2 separate regions of the Mus musculus genome follow, and region 2 is linked to region 1. The links are chromatin contacts, called in public HiChIP or PLAC-seq maps. All regions are on one chromosome and are shown on one strand. Each heading gives the region's core, a stretch centred on a gene start, on an enhancer-like site or on the middle of the called end of the contact. The rest is flanking DNA. Distances are from core to core; before and after follow the strand shown.

Evidence for each region. HiChIP or PLAC-seq counts read pairs in DNA pulled down with a chosen protein or histone mark.
Region 2: an HNF4G HiChIP or PLAC-seq map of pancreatic cancer cells shows a contact between it and region 1. The contact joins the promoter of Ruvbl2 here to the enhancer-like site in region 1. A contact is called at or near these places in 21 of 39 promoter capture datasets (the 3T3-L1 cell line, the C10 cell line, the HPC-7 cell line and 15 more), 6 of 15 datasets of contacts at CTCF or cohesin (CD8 T cells, the NIH/3T3 cell line, embryonic stem cells and 2 more), 50 of 484 Hi-C or Micro-C datasets (B cells, the Ba/F3 cell line, the G1E-ER4 cell line and 22 more), 35 of 115 datasets of contacts at active chromatin or transcription factors (the 230-238 cell line, CD8 T cells, the SCID.adh cell line and 18 more) and 4 of 9 other capture datasets (adipose tissue, embryonic stem cells, liver and 1 more).

The regions. Positions count from the first base shown.
Region 1 is chr7:45,311,772-45,314,990 of GRCm38.p6, forward strand. It overlaps Trpm4 (transient receptor potential cation channel, subfamily M, member 4), which reads right to left. Exons shown (of 25, transcript NM_175130.4): 15 at 3,210-3,219; 16 at 2,824-2,901. Among named protein-coding and RNA genes, the nearest start is that of Gm39006, 11 kb to the left of the region's middle. Within about 2 kb of position 1,955, at least 72 of the 459 cell types and tissues checked have an H3K27ac peak or open chromatin away from gene starts, as enhancers often do. A contact at or near this core is called in the 230-238 cell line, the G1E-ER4 cell line, the HL-1 cell line and 14 more, where this site is marked.
Region 2 is chr7:45,432,653-45,436,021 of GRCm38.p6, forward strand. Ruvbl2 (RuvB-like protein 2) reads right to left here and starts at 1,812. Exons shown (of 15, transcript NM_011304.3): 1 at 1,600-1,812. The coding sequence starts at 1,611. Gys1 (glycogen synthase 1, muscle) reads left to right here and starts at 2,187. Exons shown (of 16, transcript NM_030678.3): 1 at 2,187-2,518. The coding sequence starts at 2,401.

The DNA.
Region 1 (3,219 bases), core at 705-3,204:
CAGGTCCTATAGCTAAAAGGCCTAGAATGTAGTGTGGTCTCTGACTAATAGCATAGAGGTCAGTGGCCATGAAGTACATTCGACCTCTCCCCCAAAGCATGGGCAATGGTCTAGGAAGAGAGAGTCTGGGATAGGCAGTCTGGGGGATTTGGGTGAGGTCTGCCTCCACAGAGAGCAGAAAGGTCACCAGGTTATTTACAAAATCCATTCCCAGGCATCTGGGCAGAAAAACAGGAATTTTCTCTCCTCCACTGAGAAGAGGGCCCCCGTGTGTATAACATTCCTAGCTTCCCTGATGATCTGTGGGTGTCAGGACCCTTGTGCTCCCAACGATCTTCATCTGGCCTTGCATGGAGACAGGACATTCTAAACTACTCCAAACATCACATAGCATCGTTGCCTCCTCTTATGACCCAGGAAGGAGGAGACTCAGCAAACACAGGCGTCTGCCACATGACCTTGGTCGCCAAGGTGAAAGGAGGGAACCGGCTTCTACAACTTGTCCTCTGGACTCCACACCCTTGCGGGCAGCATACACACCCTCAAAAAACAATGTACAAATAACAAAATAAAATCTAATTTAGAAAAACTTTAAGGGGCTGAAGAATTGATCCAGCAGTTCTGAGCACTGGATCGGGTTTGACTCTGTCACTGGGAATTCCTAGAAAGACACTGTCTGCAGAGGCTGATCAACTGATAAAGACTTCAGAGACTGCAGAACCTGGTTGTTAGTATCAGATAGTCTAATTTCTTTTGAGCTATCTTTACTATCAGATAGTTTATTTTCTTTTGAGCTCTCTTTAACCTCCAGCCTACCTCAGTCTCATAGCTAACATCTTGATAAACAGATACAAATTTTTGCAATGTACTAATGTCACAAAACCCTAAAGACACCTAAGAATGCAGTAAGATAGGATCTGAGCCCAAGGCTGCGATTCTCCTGCCTGCCCTGTCTGCTCACTTAATATTTCTACCACTGTATTTTTAAGTGCTTTGATTTATAACTTTCTTTGTTCTGTTACTATAAAAACTCCATGAAACAGTTTCCACGTTGGGACATAGAACTAACTTAGCCCCGTGTTTCCACACTTAGGTCACTCACATCTGGCTCGAGAATAAGCTGTCTCTTATTCCGTTTGGCAGCTGTGGGGGTTGGTTGGTTGGTTTGTCATGGTGTGTGTGTGTGTGTGTGTGTGTGTGTGTGTGTGTGTGTGTGTGTGTGTGTGTGACAATTCCCAGTCCTGGTCTCAGAGGGCAACCACATGCATAGACCCTACAACACACAAATCCACATGTACACACATAATTAAAAATAAAATCTTTTAAAGTGTCTAAAGGGTTAAACCAGCACAGCTTGCCAGTCACTTGTCCCAGAGTCTTTCTCTGCCCCAGGGAGTCTGAGTCACTTGAAGGAGAGGGAAAGATTAATTATCTCCTAAATGATACAATACGATACAGTTTACTTTTGTTTCCCTGGAGACCGCAATCCTACTCCTCCACATGCAACCTGCCCGATTTTCTGACTCCTAACTCAGAAAAACAATCTTTCCTTCTCCGTTTCTTTGTCTTTGTTTGTTTTGGATTCTTCCCAAAGCCTAGACTTAATTTCCTTGGTGCTCTGGGCCACCCGTCCCTTCTCACCAGCATGCTACTGTTTTCTAACCTCCCCAGCAAAAGGAGTGGCTTCCTCCCTTCCTCTTCATAGTCGCCTGCTCTGTTCCTTTTCTCTCAGCATCTAATAAAAGGGTCCCAAGCTTCCTTCTGAGTCCATTTCAAAATCGTTTTATCAGCCAGACTAAGACGTGAGAGGTTGGGGTTTGATGTCTCCTTCAGTCGTTTTCACTCTTATTTTTAAACACAGGACTTGCTGATTCGGCTATCCCGACTGGCCCACAACACCCCAGGGACCCTTCCTTCTCTGTCTAGCAGCACTAGTGCAGGCATGCGTTGCCACACCTTAGATTTTATTACAGAGGCTGGGAGTCTGAACTCAGCTCTTTATGCTTGTGCGCTAGGCACCTAACTGGCTGACTCCCCGAGGTTTCCTGTAGGTTTTGTGTTGTTTGGCCTGGGATGGAACCTAGGGCTATGAGGAGCTTAGACAAATACTTAGCAACTATACGTATTGAGCCTGGTCTTTAAAAGATCTCCATGGGGACTGCAACATAGTGACAGGGCAAGAGCCCCAGGGACAGAAACATAATAGAAAAGTGAATAAATACTAAGTAACCAACAGCAAGGGAGCGCAGGTCGCCCAACCCAAACTAAGTTCTTGTGATGACATCATCCTTCTGCCCCTGGCGCTCTGCACTCCAATGGGTGAACTAAGAAAGGTGGAAGTCAGGAGCATTTAAGAATTGTTTCTCCAGGGCTGGAGAGAGGCCCAGCAGTTAAGAGCACTGACTGTGCTTCCAGAGGTCCTGGGTTCAATTCCCAGCAACCACATGGTGGCTCACAACCATCTGTAATGGGATCCGATGCCCTCTTCTAGTGTGTGTCTGAAGACAACTACAGTGTAGTTATATCCTAGAAAAAGAATTGTTTCTCTCTTGAACTCAGGTCCTTCCACTTGAGTAGATTTACCTGCAGAGCCATCTCGTTGGCTCCAAGGACCAAATTTTAAGTCAGTCCTTGAGCATGGCCTTCTAGAACTTACCTCGGCATCTTCTGTGGTTCAGTGAGACCAGCAACTCCTAAAAGCCCATTGCTCCCCTAGTTCAGGACTTGCTACAGTGCCTGATGGAAGTGGGAGTTGGCAAGATCCTGAAACTGTCCATGATGGCGCCCTCCCCCCTCCTCCCACAATGCTGGACTGTCACTCACCCAGGAGGACCTGCTCCATTGATGCTGCTGTCCATATCAAAGTCAAGATCCTTCTGTGTGGGCTCCTCCTCTGACTTCCTGCCGTGAGGGGCAGGACACAGAGTAAGAAATAGAGGGGTTCTTGAGAAAGACCCAAACTTAGTTTACCACAAACAGTGCAGAGAGATAAGGGAGTTGCCCTCCTCCAGAGCCATGGCCTAAAAAGTAGAGAAATCGCATAGAGAGATAACGCAAAGGCAGGACAACAACCCCCACCTTCCAGAACATTCCCTCCAGAGAAGGGAAAGAGTGCCCTTCTCAGGGAAGAGACATGCCAGGTGGCTAAGTAAGAGGGCAGAGAGAAATGAGCAGGAGAGAGGGACAGAGCCTGGAGCCAAGGCACTGACCTGAAGACGA
Region 2 (3,369 bases), core at 562-3,061, 120 kb after region 1:
GCTAAAGGGTGAAAACAAGAGACCGATAAATCCAGGCGGTGGACCCTTGAACATCTTTTCCTATTTTTTACGAACCTAAGAAACCACAAAGCTAAGCGGCCCTCAACCACAGCTCAGGATGCCTCCTCCTGGAATGGAACAAGGCCTTCCAGGATAGCCCACAGCCCAGGACCATTTACTGCCTGTCTCTTGCTGTGGGAGCCTTCACCTTCCTCTTTTTGTAGGAGATTGTGTGGACTGCAGGAGCATGAGACCCCCAAACTACTGTCACACACAGGCAAGCAAAGGCAGGCCCTTCCTCACCATGGTAACAGCAACAGACGCCACTGACCTCCCTACAACTTGCCTGGGCCCAACCCCAGAATCAAGGACACCACAAGGCCACAAGATTTCTTCACTGGGAAGTCTGAGGAGCTAGTGCCAGGCCCAATATGCCCGGTCTCACTTCCTGGGCTTTATTCGCTCACTGTAACATTCAACTAACTGTGCGATGGCACAGACACGTGCCCTAGGTGAGGTTCTGAAAAATACAGTCTCTGGACAAGACCCCATGCTCTGAACCCAGACTCTATTTCTCTTCCTCACTGTCACACTCCTGGCTTCGGACACACTTTCCTGTGACCTGTGCTCTCAAGCACACAACACAACTTCCCACTTACTAATCTTCCCCAGAAGACCAGGGTACCAGTCTCAGACCTCGCAGGACACTGGGATGAGACTTTGGAACTGGTCACTGACTACATCAAGAGGCAGACGAAGTTTCCAGAACGCATTGTGGGATGAACCACGACTCTGTCACTCCAGGCTCTGGCTAGTCACTCATTCACAGAGAAATCTGAGTGTCTACATGACTCTTCCATCAGACCCAGGATTCTTTCTGTTGTTGTTTCTCTGTGTAACCCTTGGCTGTCCTGGAACTGGCTCTGTAGACCAGGCTATCCTCAGACTCACAGAGATCCACCTGCCTCTGCCTCCCAAGTGCAGGCTTTCACTACCATGCCTGACATCTAGGATTCTGAATACATTGTTGCCTTCTCTACTAGCTTCTAAAGCCACAATGAAGCTCCTTCCTCAGTGGTCAATACACTTCCTCCACATCCAGGAGTCCAGGTCCAGCCCTCTTCTATTAGGCCCAGGCACCCTCCCTAGCCCTCCTCCTCCTCCAAACCAGGCCTCATCCACTGTGATCGTCCCTCCGATCTAGGGATTCAGGCTCTAGCCTGCCTACCTCAAACACAAAGGTGCACACACCAGCCTGCTTCCCTCAGACCCTGGTATCCTCTCCTCCCAACACTTCCCACAGATCCATGTGTCCTCCCAAGCCCTCCTTGGCGACTTCCTCAGCCCCCTTCCGTCAGATTCATGCATTCTCCTCTGCTCTCTTCCTTTAGACACATGCATTCTCCTCTGTATCCATTGCTCAGACTCGGTGTCCTCAGCATCCTCCCTCTGACTCGGGAGTACTCCCCAGACCTCCTCCGTCAAACCAGGCATCTTCCTTATCACTCCTCCCTCAGATACAAGAGTCCTCTCCAGCTCCCTCCTTCAGACTCTCTAAGAAGGGTCATTGTCGGTCCTCCACATGCACCCAACACTTACCACGGTTGCCATGATGCACACCAACCGCCAATGCCTCAGCGGAAACGGAAATCGGCTAGGAGCGCGGTCTTTATCCTCTCTAGGCTCCCGGTCATCCAGTCATCTCTATGGCCCATAAGATATATAAAATTCCTGTAGGGGGCGTACACTAGGCCGCGCCCAGCCCGCGAGGCTAAATTGGAAAGCCGGTGTTCTGAATCCCGGGTGGGTTCCTGACGTCTCTTGCTCCTCCTCCTCTTACCTAGCCTCCTCCCCCCTCCTTCCCCCCCGCCCTGCAACTGCTAAGTCCGATTGCAAAATTCTGAGCACATTTTGTAGCAACCACACGTCCTCCACGATCCCTTCCCTCTCTGTCCAACCTTCCTCACCAAATTGGGCCTACAGCTGAGATTGACAGCTCTGTTCACCAATCACTTCCATGCTGCGTAGAAACAAGCCCCGCCCCCGCAGCTCCCCAGGAGCCTCTGGCCAAGGAAACTGGATTCTATCCGCCAATAAGTAGACGCAATAGCCCCCGCCCCCCAGCCGCCGACCAATCGTGCTAGACCAGCAGGGTGGGCAGTGCCTCCTGGCGGCCACGAGGCTTCACTGCAGCTGCCCGCCCGATTCAGTGTCTCAGCTCACCCTACCTGAGTCGGAGCGCTCTGGGGCGGGGGTGCGGTCGTGCAATAGGAAGCGGAGCGCCTTGCAAGCTTCCCCTGGGACACCCGCTAACTCTACCGGTCACCAAGTCTGCTGCGTTCCCAGCCGATCTCTCTGGTTTCCAGTTTTGGTGCTCGAAGTCCCCTGCCCGCAGTAGCCATGCCTCTCAGCCGCAGTCTCTCTGTGTCCTCGCTTCCAGGATTGGAAGACTGGGAGGATGAATTCGACCCCGAGAACGCAGTGCTTTTCGAGGTGGCCTGGGAGGTGGCCAACAAGGGTGAGAACGTCAGCGTTGGTCCCTTGACCAAGAAGGGCAGGCGAGGATGGGGCCCCGAAACTCCGTTTCAGACGGGAAAAGAGTTACGTGGAGGAGTCTTGGGTCCTGGGAAAAGCGCCTGTGACTTCTGTGTCCTTGTGAAGGGGCTGGAGTAGGCGTCCTAGGCCCTGGGGGGAAGGGACAAGAGACTACTCTTAAGATGGAAGGAGGCTTCAGGTTCTGCAATCTAGGGAAGAGGGCACTCAGAGAAAGATTCCTGGGTCTTGAAGGGAGGTTTTCGAGGGCCGAGAGACCTGAGATCTAAAAGTGGAAGGAGTTAGTGCATCTAAGCCCAAGGAACACTGGAGCTTTTGGGTCTGTGGTCCAGAGGACGTGACTGTGGAGTTGGGGTGTTCCTAAAGGTTGGGATTCATGGATTTTTCAGGGGGCATAGCGGACCTGAACCAGTGTAAAGCCAAGAGGGGCTTGGAGACTCAAATTCTTAGATACAAGGTGGGAAAGAGTTGGGAACTTGAATGTCGAGTTTGAAGGAGCCCAGGGCCTAAGTCCTGGCTTCCTATGTAGTGAGGTGCCTCCCTCCCTGTGGACTGGGAAAGCTGGAAGTCCTAAGTTGGTCAGGAGCTGGGCCCTAGGATGGGAGGAACCCACCCACAGTATGTATGGGAGATCACTAGCTTCTCGCTCATGAGAAGGCTGGGCTGGGAATCCCAGCAGCTGGGCCTTGTGGATCTGAACATTTCCTTTTCTGGATCCTGGGGAGAAAGAGACTAGGTCTCTCAGCATGTTGGGAGATGGCAGACTCAATGCTGTGTACTACCAGGGTACCAGTTTCAGGTGAGAAGGCTGAGGAC